Regions from separate parts of the Mus musculus genome. Here region 1 is linked to region 2. The links are chromatin contacts, called in public Hi-C maps. All regions are on one chromosome and are shown on one strand. Each heading gives the region's core, a stretch centred on a gene start, on an enhancer-like site or on the middle of the called end of the contact. The rest is flanking DNA. Distances are from core to core; before and after follow the strand shown. Region 1 has its middle 13 kb from the start of Prdm5. Region 2 overlaps Ndnf (neuron-derived neurotrophic factor).

Evidence for each region. A called contact is a pair of places that touch in the nucleus more often than the background predicts.
Region 1: a contact with region 2 is called in a Hi-C map of regulatory T cells, with 2.5 times the contacts expected there. The contact joins two enhancer-like sites. A contact is called at or near these places in 3 of 484 Hi-C or Micro-C datasets (cerebral cortex, group 2 innate lymphoid cells and regulatory T cells) and 2 of 9 other capture datasets (adipose tissue and liver).

What each region holds. Positions count from the first base shown.
Region 1 is chr6:65,761,999-65,768,953 of GRCm38.p6, forward strand. No RefSeq gene overlaps it. Among named protein-coding and RNA genes, the nearest start is that of Prdm5, 13 kb to the right of the region's middle. Within about 2 kb of position 3,268, at least 82 of the 459 cell types and tissues checked have an H3K27ac peak or open chromatin away from gene starts, as enhancers often do. A contact at or near this core is called in regulatory T cells, where this site is marked.
Region 2 is chr6:65,695,617-65,702,184 of GRCm38.p6, forward strand. It overlaps Ndnf (neuron-derived neurotrophic factor), which reads left to right. Exons shown (of 4, transcript NM_172399.3): 2 at 423-611; 3 at 5,827-5,951. The coding sequence starts at 424. Among named protein-coding and RNA genes, the nearest start is that of Ndnf, 27 kb to the left of the region's middle. Within about 2 kb of position 4,480, at least 2 of the 459 cell types and tissues checked have an H3K27ac peak or open chromatin away from gene starts, as enhancers often do. A contact at or near this core is called in regulatory T cells, where this site is marked.

The DNA.
Region 1 (6,955 bases), core at 2,018-4,517, 65 kb after region 2:
ATTCTAAGTTTTGCCTCAAAAGTAGAAGTTAATTTACTAAAGAAAAGGCTTCTGGGTGCTTCTTCTGTGTAATGATGCTAATGGGATCCCTTGAATTTTACTTGTATTTATGCACCTGATAAATTACATAGACCTTCAAAGATGAAATGCTTAGAACCCTTTAGCAAGCTGGTAGGTTCTAAACCAGAATTGGTGGTAGTGCATTTTCTGTGTTTATACTCATAGTTGTACCCTGGTAATTTTCTTTATGCAGAGATGCACATCCTAACACTCTCTACTCTAAGCAGTGTCTCCTAATATTATGAAAAAGTAGTAGACATTAGTCACTTAAGGAGTTGCTGATAGTCTCCTGCTACAAGACTACACTTCATAGCTTTTCTTAAATTTGGAGGCAAGGTTCCAAAGGGAAGGACTGTGGAAGGAAATGTGCTGCAATCATATTCACCCCTATAAAGGGTCCCAGCCATCATTCCCACAGATTTTCTCAGCTACACATGTTGGGGGGGGGGGGGGCTTATGTCCCCTTGCTGTGAATAAACATGATACTGACTGCTTAATATCAGACACCTCTAAATTTCTGCCTTCTCTCTCTTGAAGCCACCAAGGAAATCTAACACTACACCTATACACAGCAAAATACATACCTTTCAAGGTAGTTTTGAGTATTTGCCCTTATGGTCTACTTTCCTTTAAAGATTTATAACTGTTGCCTGCTAACATTCTGCAGAAATATAACTTCTGACAAAAAAAAGTCTGATCAATGTTTTTGAGATGCCAGAATATTACCCAGGGGACCAGTAAGCTAAAACTCACATTTATATTCCCTAAGAGCTACTACTTCTAAAATTCTTTTTTGATTAAAATTGACCAAAAGAGTTTTATTGCTTCTGAGGCCTTAGCTTCTATTGCTAATTCCACTCCTCCCCCAGTGTGGGAAAGGATCAGAGCAATTGAGACAGGTATCATCCAAGAAAAGGGAAACAATGCAGAACAGAGAAGGTCAGTTGCCAGCAACTTAATGCTCATCAGCAAGAAGAGAATTTGTAAGAAACAAAATCAAGTCAATTGGGCATGCTAGAAATTGCCTTTAAGGTCGAAGCAGGAGGAGCATAAGCTTGAGGCTAGTATATTCTATAGCAAGACAAAATGGAATCCCTAATACCAGCCTCCTCTTCCCCTCCTCCTCCTCCTCCTCCTCCTCCTCCTCCTCCTCCTCCTCCTCCTTCTTTTTGGTTTTTCAAGACAGGGTTTCTCTGTATAGCCCTGGCTGTCCTGGAACTCACTTTGTAGACCAGGCTGGCCTTGAACTCAGAAATCCACCTGCCTCTGCCTCCCAAGTGCTGGGATTAAAGGTGTGCACCACCACGCCCAGCTGAGAAAAGCTTCTTATCTATGGTGCTAGCTAGATGTCTTCTGACATTGGCTTCTACTTGTGTTCTTTTTTATATTCCTTTGATGATATTGATTTCAGACACAGGTATATTTCACCTCAAGAGTGAGATCAATAACTGAGAATGTGAAAGTGTAATCACTTGGACAGAAGTGAAGATATCCTAAGGAGAGCGACTTGTGTCCCTTCCTTGGTCTATCTGCTGTTCAACTCATGGTTCCCATTGGAATTTCCTCAGGAATCTCAGCCTTGAGCTTTTCTAGTTGCCAGCCTGAGGAGGAACTGTTTCAGGAAAGATTCCCCAGAGACAATCCTGATGGGTATGACCGCACTTCCACCAGTACTGCCCCTATTTGCTACTGCTTAGTAATATATGCAACTCTCGCCCTCTATTTAAGTGTAAACCGATAGAGAAGAAAATGCGAAGTTTCCCAGAACCATTTGTTTATCCTCCCAATGTGTTCAACTGTAATCCAGACAGATCCAGCCACCTGATTTTTGACATGGTTGTCCAAAATATACATCAGAGAAAAAGATAACCCCTTTAAAAAGAATGCTTGGAAAACTGGAGGTACACAAGTAGAATGAAACTAGGTTCCTGTCTCGTCCCCTGTACAAACTCCAAAGGGATCACTGAGTAAAAATATTTTATTAATGTATTTATTTTTTGTGCATCTCTGTGTGTGCACATGTGTGTGTGAGTGTGTGTGGTGTGTGTGTGTGTGTGTGTGTGTGTGTGTGTGTGTGTGTGTGTGTGTGTGTGAGAGAGAGAGAGAGAGAGAGAGAGAGAGAGAGAGAGAGAGACTGATCATGTGTGGAGGTCACAGGATATCCCTCAGGAGTACTCTCCTTCTACCAGGTGGTTTCTGAGGATTGAAGTTAGGTCACCAGCTTACTGGAAGGACTTTTATCCACTGAGCCATATTTCTTGACCATGAATAAAATATCTTAATGTAAGACCTGAAAGTCTGAAACTGTTAAAAACAAACAAACAAACAAAAAACAATGTAAAGAAAATTCTTCAAGGTCTAGGCACAGACACACAATTCCTGGACAAGTCTCCAGGATGTAGGAACAATCATAAGAACTGACAAATGAAGCTTCACTAAATGAACGCTGCCTCACAGCAAAGGAAACTGTTAAGATGTGAACAAACAGATTTCAGAATGGGAGAGGAATCTTTGCTGACTGTAGATCTGTCAGAGGACAGATGCGCTTTTACAAGGATTTGTTACTGTTTTAATTGGGCTGTACTTACAGAATGCCAACTACAATAACTCTGCTCTTCTAAACAAAAGCAGTGCTTAGAAGCAATTAACATTAAATAGCACTAAAATTTACATTTAAAACCTTGGTTTAGTTTAGTTGGGTTTTGTTGTTTTGTTTTGACATGGGTGGTAGAGATAGGTCTCATTATAGCCTAGAGTAGCATCAAATGCTGTATGTTGCAGAGAGTGGCTTTGAACTCCTAATCACCCTGCCTCTCTTCTGAGAATTGGGATAGCAGATTTATGCCAGCACCCCTAGCTTGAATTAAAAAGCCAACCATAACACACCCAAATTCTGAGACGTCAGCTTGTCCTACTTGCCGTCTACATGGGTGGGATATCAACATTTGATCAGCCATTTGGCCATCTGTAAATTGTTAAAAGTCCAGCAGTTGAGCTTCTGCGGAACTGGTGATTGGGGCTGTTTTTTAGCCACTGAACAATGGCTCTTGGCTCCGTACCCACGTTCCTTAAAGGGATAAAGGCCAGAACCGGCACCTTACAGACTCAGACAAAGATTCTGAAAGTAAAAGTCTTGATTTATGACTCCGTGGTCAGGAAAGAGGTGCATCTGACACAGAGAGAGTCCTTTCAAAGGGAAATAAAAGGGGAAGGGAGGCAGGAAGCAGAGCAGAGAGAAGCCTTGAAGGACTCACACAACTGCTGCTTAATTAGCATAAGAGAAACACGAGTTGGCAAGGAGGAAGGTCAGTGCGCAGTCTGAGTTGAGAGCAGCTTGAGCCCTCACTGCGCCAGACAAGAGAGATCTTCAAGAGCAAAGAGACTCCAGACACTTAAGATAGCTTTGACGTTTGGCTTTTAGTGTTCTCAAAAGAGACCAAACAAAGACAGTATACAACAACCTGGGGTAAACCCCATAACCTTAGCTCTTAGGAACAGTTCACTTTGCTAAACAAGAGGATTCTGAAGGATAACCCTTGCCGTGGGAGCCAGAGCATTAGTACAGCTGTCTTCAGGAGAGTTCTAGAAAAACATACTTTTGCCTTCTTTGCTAGAAGGAATCATTTTAAAGAGGATGCCCCACTTTCTGTTAGAAGGACAGGATTTTAGCTACAATTGTTACAGCAAATTTGGGGTGGGGGTTGGGGGGAGGTCTGACCAGAATCACCGCGTGACAGCAAGGAAGTTTTGCATTGTGCAAGTATACCTTGCCTTTCTACAATAGAGCTCTAAAAACCATAGACTGTTTCTGATCATCAAGGCCTGCCATGCTTGAGCGATGGGATAGGCTTTCTCCTAAAGAGCCGAGTCTAATCTCCCGCAAGAAGGTCATCCTGTGCTCCAGCCACAGACCTGACCAAGGACTCTTGCCTGTGTGGGAATCATCCAGAGCTGCCTCTCCCCCGCCCTCTCCTCCTTTCATCCTCCAGGGCCTCTATTCTGTTCTCAGCTCCTCTGCCCTATCCAGTATGGGATGCTGGAGGCTGAGGACCTTGTACCTGGGGCTGCCCCTTGTCCACCACCCTCCGTGTGGGGTCAGTGGCTTAACACAGCAAGATGCCCATCCTGGGCCGTGTGGAAAGCCTGTGCAGTCCTTCCTTGTCCGCCTGCCCGCCCAGAGCACCGGAACTCTGGCAGGATTCATCTTCTCTCCCACTCCCCTCTTTCCACCACACCCACGGCCCCGCAATGCATCACTAACCATTTATCTCATATGCACTAAGAATTCTTTCTATGTCAACATATTATTATTATTACTATTACTATTTTTATTATACTCCCCCCATTGAAAAATGGATTTTTTTTCTTGAATAATCTATCTTGGTTTCCCCTGTCTCTACTCCTCCCAGCTTCTCCCACCTACCTTCCCATCCAGGCACACTGCTTTTGTGTCTCTCATTAGGACAAATAGACTTCTATGGAATAGTAAAAAATAAAATGAAACAAAAACTAACACATTAGAATTGTATTTTAAAAAGGAAAAAAGGGCTGGTGAGATGGCTCAGTGGGTAAGAGCACCTGACTGCTCTTCCGAAGGTCCGGAGTTCAAATCCCAGCAACCACATGGTGGCTCACAACCATCCGTAACGAGATCTGACTCCCTCTTCTGGAGTGTCTGAAGACAGCTACAGTGTACTTACATATAAATAAATAAATCTTAAAAAAAAAAGAAAAAAAAAAAAGAGAAGGCACACACTTAGGAATCTCATACATTGGAAAATCATACATTCATATATACGGTAAAAGGAAAGAAGATATATAAATAAAAATTTTAAAAATAATAAGAAAAAAGAAAAGAAAAAGAGTCCTGGCATGCTGTTATGAAACAAACAGGGAACCGTCGAAGACTCTTTTGAGTTCATTTTTTTGTTGGCTATTTACTAATGGGCATTCAGCCTATACATAAAAGTAGTTGGTTTCACCAGTGGGACTCCCTTGGAGAGAACTAAATTTTAATTTACATTGGCTATCAATTTGAACTTGCTTCTGGATTATGGATGGGGGATGCGCCCACTTTTCCTTTCAGCTCTAGGACTCCAACTGATGCAGACCAATACAAGCCTTGTGCATACTGCCTTATTCATTAAGAATGTTGTTCGTGTATATTTGTGTTCTGCTGTCATCTGTAGTGTGTCACATATTGTACCATATGATATTATGTAATCACTTTGTCTTTAAATATATTTTTATTTCATTGCTTAAGGATTTCATATTCCTATACAATGTGTTTTGATCAAATCCATTCCCGACCCCTTCCCAGAACTTCCACTGGGTTCCCCTCCCAGTTTAGTTTAGTTTTTTAAATCACTGAATCCAATTCTGCCCTTATATGCATGGGTGTAAGGCTAACGCCAACCACTGGACTTTAGTGACCTACTCAGGTTGACACACCTACTCAGGCTGACACATTTGACAGATATTTGGTGTTTGCAGTGAATTAGTTAATCTGCTTTGGCTCCCAGTGGGTCGACAGCTGCAAGGTGCCCAAGAGCTCTGGATTCGAGAATGAAACACACACACACACACACACACACACACACACACACACCAACTAATTTTGGTATGCCTTGACTAGCTCAATGGTTGGACACTTTTTTGTTTGTTTGGTTTTTGTTTTTCGAGACAGAGTTTCTCTGTGTAGCTCTGGCTGTCCTGGAACTCACTTTGTAGACCAGGCTGGCCTCGAACTCAGAAATCCTCCTGCCTCTGCCTCCCAAGTGCTGGGATTAAGGCGTGTGCCACCAGCGCTGGTTGGACACTTCTAAACTTCCCTGCGCCTAGTACACACTCCAGTCCAGTATTCCTGAGTAAACATCTTTTAAAATCTATATTTCATCTTTACTACCCTAGACCCAATCAGAGGAATGGCTCCGAGAGCCACTGTCCTGGAATCCTACATGTTGGCCATCCTTCTCCTTGCTAGTTCTCATGGCCTTTCCCTGAAGAGCAATGTAAAAGTCCCGCCTCCGTCTCCCTTCTCAGCCATTGGCTGTCCCACAATTCTTTATTACTAATCAAAGCCAGCTGGGGACAGAAACCCTCAGCATCCGGAAGCATGACTTTTGGGAGCAGAATTAAGACAAAGCATTAGAACTAATCCCCAACAATTTGGGTTGTTTACATCTCCTATATATTATAACTACATCAGTTTTAACTAGTACTATGCTTTGAGTTTTTCCTTTTCCTCGTGTTTTTTTTCCATGTGTTTTTGTCTGATGTTTTCCCTTCTTTTTAACTTGGAAGTATCCTAATTAGTGTGTGTGTGCGCGCGCGTGCACACTTGAAATGAGCATTATGACATTATGCTCACATTTACATACATTCCATAGAAGAACAAGATTCTTTCACTCTGTTTTAAGCAATATCTAGAGCAGAATCAAGTTTTCCTTTACAACTAGCGAATAAAGTAACAAGTGACTCTGTATAATAATTTGAATGGATAGACAAACCATTCTTTATTGAGGATATTGTCAAAAGTGAGCTAAAAGGAGGGTTTAGGAATACATCTGAGCTGGGAAACAAAGTGCCCTTTTGCACAAGACCCCAAGTTCAAGCCGGGTGTATGGCACAAGCCGGTAATCTTCACACTTGGAGATTAGGAGCAGAAGGAGCAGAGGGATCAGAAGTTCAAGGTCATCTCTGGACAAATGTCCTTGAGGCCAGCCTGGAATACAAGAGACATTTAAAAAAATTAAAAAGCTTCAAACCTTGTAAAAAAATGATGATTTCTTTTTAAATTTAACATTGCTGCATTTAAAAACCCTGACTTTGAAATATCTATAGCTACTAGGCAGTCACAAGCACTAGGAATATTTTATAAGTCCTGACACCTGAC
Region 2 (6,568 bases), core at 3,230-5,729:
TGCCATACTGTTGCTTGTCTTAATTATATATAATTGTTATATGCCAATTTATATTTTAATTTTAAAAACTTAACTTTGGACACCGACAGAACATCTTCAGTAAGGATTACATTGGCTTCTGTCACAATGAAGTGCCAATTTTCTTTCTTAGGACTCAGGGAAGTTAATGTCCTTTCATTTCAAAACATTTTGTTTAATGTCTGAGATTCTAGTAAATCTATTCTCAACCTTTTGAAATAGTTTAAATGAAACACAGGAGTATTGCTTCAAAATTGTGTGTGTATGTGTGTATGTGTGTGTATCTGAGACATGTGCTACTTCGCTGATTCTGTGTAAACGAAGAGTTCTGACTTCAGGAAGTTTCCTAGCAGCCCCAGGATCTGGCTTCAGGAGTAATTGAAAAACTTGTTTCTATTGCCCAGGATGGAGCTGTTCTACTGGTGTTTGCTGTGCCTCCTGTTACCACTCACTTCAAGGACCCAGAAGCTGCCCACCCGAGATGAGGAACTTTTTCAGATGCAGATCCGGGATAAGGAATTTTTTCACGATTCATCTGTGATTCCAGATGGAGCTGAAGTCAGCAGTTATCTCTTTAGAGATACACCTAGAAGGTACTGTCCCAGGAGAGCTTGCTGATACACCTAGATACACCTAGAAGGTACTGTCCCAGGAGAGCTTGCTGATCAGTGTCATAAAAGAGGCTACTTAGAAGACAGGAAGCTTTCAAATGGAGTTCTGAAAGTCAACTTATGAACAACATTGTGTATTTTTTCTAAGTAAGACAGACATAGTGGCCATGCAATTTCTGCTCATTAGGTGAGGCTGGCTGGGTCTTCTTTTTTGTGCTCTCCATTTAAGTGCAAGAGGCAATGCTGGTATTCATATTTTGAAATGATTGCTTTCTAATTTCTAGGATAGTAAAAGATTCTAAGACAGGTTCTGTAGGAGTGAACTGGAATTACTTCAGGATGGTAGCACAAGGAGATATGATGAAATTCTGAGAAACTCAAATACTGAAAAATTGACAGCTATCATGTCTTTCACACCACCATAAGCAACTGGACTTCTGTTCTGTTTCTAATTATGTCTATCTTAGAAGTTAGACACCTATATCATATACATGTATATGATATAATAGAAAATATTATATTTGAAGTTATCAAACTGTCATGCTTTAACATTTCTCTGCCTTTCATTGTAAATGTTTTGAATTAAAAAAAAAAAAGTCCTATGGGGTCTGAGATGGGTTGGCATTCCAAAACATAGAATTGTCCCACATCACTAACCCACTTTCCAAAGACTAAGGTAAGGGATCTTTATATCATATTTTCAACTTCATGAAGAAAGAATGGTACTCTAAACCTCTTCTATTTAATGGCCCCATTATTTCATCCTCTGATCAAGAATGAGCACAGATGACCTGATTTTAGAGGTGAAGTGGGCATTGTTTCAACCCTATGATAGAGTAACTTGTGTGAAGGAATGCAGCAGACTCTGAACTGGCTCAAAGTGTAAATAATTATGAATTTTTAAATGGTGTTCATGAGACTGATATAAGACGAATTGCTTTCATAGCACATGGAGAAGCTGGCTGTACTGCTCCTCACAGAAGCTCAGTCTATGAGAATAAGAAAGGATATAGAAAGCTATGAATGACTTCAGAGGAATCCTTAATAGAAACTGGACTGTCATTGAGCACAGTTAGATTTATGTCCTTGAAATATTTTAGTGAAAGAGAACAAACCAAATTTTTCTTTAGGAATGTCTGTCCTTTTCCAAATACACCTGGGTTCTGTTCTCTAAGTAGTGTTTTTTAAATACAGCTTACCAATTAATCAAATAAATGGCTTACCCCCTTATCTTCTAAAAATTAAGTAAGTTGTAGTTCCAAGGGTAGTACTGAAAATGACATTTTCCCTCCAAAACATGTTCTCATTATGTTACATTACAAAACTGTATCCCTTTCCCCATCTTTCATTTACTAATTTTTTATTTTTGACTTTTATTTCCAAAAAAAACATTTTAAGGCCCTTTGTATCTCCACCTGAGTGAACTCTTTGCTTGAACGTGTTAGGTAGAGTTGTAGCTCCAAGAAGAAATGTAACTTCTGAGTTGGGGTTGGACAGTTGTATGTGCACACAGCCGTGCTAATGTTCTACCTCAGATGGTTGTCTGGAGGAGTAGACATGTACATGTTGCTCTCATGTTTACATATCCATTGCAAGGGTCGGTGTGTTGTGGTGTTCATTCCTCCTCATCTGTGCTTTTCATCCATCCATTTCATTTCTGCCAACTTCCTAGGGATTACATGTCTGAACATACAGACCATATCCTATCACTTCTGTTTTGTGCATGCTTAATAATGGATGCATGGCGTATTGCTGGTTCGGTTTCTCGCTTATCCCTAACTTGAGAGCTTTTAGAAGGAAGTGTTACCTTAGGGACCTCCTGCTGCTGCACATGCACAAGGATCACCTTGAGCAATGCAAACATCCTCCTGTTTGTTAATAGGTACGGTTGTCATCAAGGTACTAACACACCATTGCTTAGCTAAGGAAAGAAACTGCTCTCTGAAAGCAGCTAACAGATCAGCTTGGTTTTGCCTCTAGCATTGCTGTCCTGTGCTGCTCAAAATCCAGGAAACAAACCATGAAGTTCCACATACTATTTGATACTGTGTCTCTTTTTCTCTGTGATATGAAAAGGCTCAGCTTAATATCATCTCTGCTTAAGGATTAAAAAAAAAAACCTCTTCAGAAAGCAGGCAGAATTAAATGGCAAATATTTTGCCATGTGTATGGGTGGCTATGGTAAGTGGTACATCAGACTTTACATAGTAAACAGTTAAATTATCCACCTGTCCTTTTAGATGATTGTCCAGTATTATTTTTAAGACATTGCATATGTTTAACATGTTCTTCATTCTGTCTTCTCTTGCTCCACATCACTTGACATCTCTAAATTTATCTCTGAATAGTGAAGAGAAAAACTTCTATTTTTGTTCAGATTTCATGTATTCAAGTAGAAGCAGTTTCTGGATATAATATCCTCAGGCTAGACTAATGAGATTGCTGTTAAGATTCCTGAGTTAGCTCATTGACTTAGTATTCATTCATTCAAAAAATGTCTAGTGAGTGCTTGCTCTATGCATAAATCTGTGTTAGCATGCTGAGAACAGGGATGTTACAGTGACAATGAAAATGAGCCCTAAGTGGGCCTTGGGGGAATGGCAGATCAAATAACCACACAAACGCAGTAGGCACAAATTGCAATAAGTGTGACAAGTGGAGACCATAGCCCCCAAGAGAGAGTTTGCAAACCTCTTCTGGAATGAGTGAGGAAAAACGTTTCTGAAGAGCTCGCATCAAAATATGAGTAGAGCATAGCGGGGGGGGGGGGGTGTTGAAAAAACACATCTCAGAGACCCAGGAATGGGTACTGTTTTAGAGAACACAGGAGTCCTGTGTGGTTAAAGAGACAGAGACAAGCACAGAACCTGGTGAAGAAGGCAGGACCGCCCTGAGGAAGCTTGTGACCGTGAGATCAGTTGAAGGCTGACCCAAAGCTAAAATGTAAATCTGTGAAAAGGCTCAAAGCTGAAAAAGGAAACCTGTGGTTTATACGAGTACAATGCAAGGTCTGTAGAGGGGCATGGCAATGATTTGCCTCCTTCGAGGGAAACCTTAGCTTAAATATAAGGGCCTGACAACTGCTCTTGTGCAAAGGATGCTTGTGAGTTGTGCTTGGGGAATGGTGCATGGTGCCTGTGAGAGATAATGAGGCTTAGGCATAGGAAAGGAGATCTGATGTCATCGGTGTTGGGTTGAGAACGGGAAATTTTATATACTTCATTTTCAACCTGTGGTACAAGTTGGAAAAGGGGTGGTTCCTTTTCTGGTCACCCAGTGTTTCACCAGGTTTAGAAACTTGGAACAGGGCTTTAAATAGAGATTGCTTCTGTTTCGATGGAAAGAATAGTTGGAAGTAATGAAATGATTTAACGGTGGAAATCACAATTGGTTAATTGTCTCAACAAATATTTTGAATTATTTCAGTGTCTGAATACATATTAATGAAATAAATGGCTACCCTGTTATAGCTGTCAGTCTAGTTGAGGGAGACAGAAAAATTAAAAAGGAATAAATGGAACATAGTATGTTAGGTGTCAATAAGTACTTCAAAAATAAAAGGAAAGTGACACTCATTAGCAAGAAGGAAATCTTTTACATATGGAGTCCAGGTGGATTCACAATGATGCTGGCGTAGAGGACTGAAGGGAGCACTTGAACACATCTGGGCCTCTGCCTCAAGGAGCTCTGCTAGGTGAAGGAGGTTCAGAGTCCACAGGCAGGAGCCAGCATGCCTGCTCCACAGACAACAAATCTCAGGGTGACATAGTGGCAAGGCACACACAGTTGAGGTGGATCAGGAAGGGACCTGAGAGACAGCATCAGCTCTGTGGCTTTTACTCTGTAACACACAGGTCTTGGAGGGTTTTTTTGAGCCAGGGGAAATTCTGAGTTTGAGGTTTACAAAACCAGGAGCCTGATCAGGAGGCCACAGCAAGTCTCAGGCAAGAGAAACTGAAGATTTAGGGCAGCCAGGAGAAAGCAGTGTCTGCATGAATTTCAAAGGCAAAGTAAAACAAAACAAAGCCAAAACAAACAAACAAACAAACAAACAAACAAACAAACCACCAAGAGAGACTCTAAATTGCTCATCTGGAGTGACCAGAAATTGATCTACTGAAAGGGTGTGACTATAAGGATTCAGATTAGATGCCTCAAGTTTGAAACGCCACTGTCTTATTGAAGATGGAAAGGGTTCAGGCTGGAGATTTAAACCTGAGAGTTGTTAACATGTAAGAGGTAAATTCAGGTGTCTGATGTGATATGGGAGCAAGCAGAGGTAGAGAAGGGACACTGCTATGAAGACCCAGGCTCAATAGAGAGACTGGATGCAGCAGAGGTGATCTGAGAGAGCAGAGTAGGAGTTGAGTACTGTTGTCAGCCTGGCCTGTGTGTTGGTGGTGGGCATGTGGAAAAGAGTGACTCGAGGGATGCTGAGCTGAAACAGCATACAGGAAATGAAGCTCACCCACCTCCTTCCCCATAGAGCCTGTGAGCTAGCCTGAAGCTACCTACAGCACAAGGTTGCAGCCTATGAAAGGTAATTAAGTAAAATTATGAAAGAAATTTAGAGTTAGAATATGACCATTTTTATAGGTTACTGGTAATTTCATTCTCCATGAAATATCTTCTGAGGTACCATGGGAAATGTCTGAGGTAAAAATAAAGAACAGAATATTTTAATTTTCTTTCTAATTGTTTTAAAACTTTTAACATACTTAATTTGACAGGATATGTTGGTAATAAATAGATAATAAAATCACATGCTATGTTATCTTGCAAACCAAGGGTACTATGGTTTTAGGACTATGCTGGAAACTGATTTTTTTTGACAGAGCAGGTGACATGTCAGAGTACCATCAAGGTAACACAAATATTGTCAAAGCACAGTGCTATCGGGGCACGTAGGGAATGCTTAGTGGCTGTGACTTATTTCTTGGTGGGGGCCCCTACAGAGGGACAAGAGTTCATCTTGAACTCAGGACAGTTGGTTGAATCTCCTTTTGTTACCTTCATTGTACTTGTTGATATTAACTTTGGCTGCCTGTTTGCATTTGGACTTTAAACTTGTGGACTTCTAGGGTTTTATGTTTTCTCTGAAAAGTGTTAAATGAGTAAAACTGGAAACCAAGAGACTTTTCTGGTAGGTCTTGATTGTTGTGATTAGAATCACCATAGGGTCTGAACTTTCCCATAGGTATTTCTTCATGGTTGAGGAAGATAACACCCCACTGTCAGTCACAGTGACACCTTGCGATGCACCTTTGGAGTGGAAGCTTAGCCTTCAGGAGCTGCATGAGGGGTCCAGTGCAGATGGATCAGGTAAGCAGCTGGATCCACCTAGCCTCAGAACCCTCAGCAATGGGTGAAAGGCCTCTGAAACACACAGCCTTCTACAAGTAAGGGAAACAACGCAGCTGCACATGGGAACAGAGCTTGAAGTGAAGATACGGCATGAGAGGATAGTGGTTTCTGTAAAGTAAAAGAGGCAAAGAGGGGTGTGGAGGAGAGCCATTTGGGCAGCCTCAGTGTTTAGTCTCTGCAGATCTGTTTGCTCACTTGCAGCATCTGAAGCCCTAGGTGCTTGAGTTAAGTCTTGGATGTTCATTCTGGCTTAGTTGTTGTGGAGTCTAAAATCTTTCCATTACTGGCTTTGCGGCTCAGACAAGGTGAAGAATGTCTCTTCTCTAGGAAGTAATGGGTGCATCAAAGAAGTAGAGAGGCATTTAGCAGTGTTTAATGGCCAGAGTGAAAAGCAAGTTAGTGGAAAAAAAAAAGAATCAGTCACCTAAAGTTGACAGAGAGGGTGGAAAGTTGATAGCAGAAAGCAAGTGAAAAACAGCTGTAGCTCCTTCTAAGGGAATCTTAACTGAAAGATAAAGGCCTGCCCGTTGCACCTATGAGAAGGATGTTTGTGAATTCTACTACTCCAGCAATCT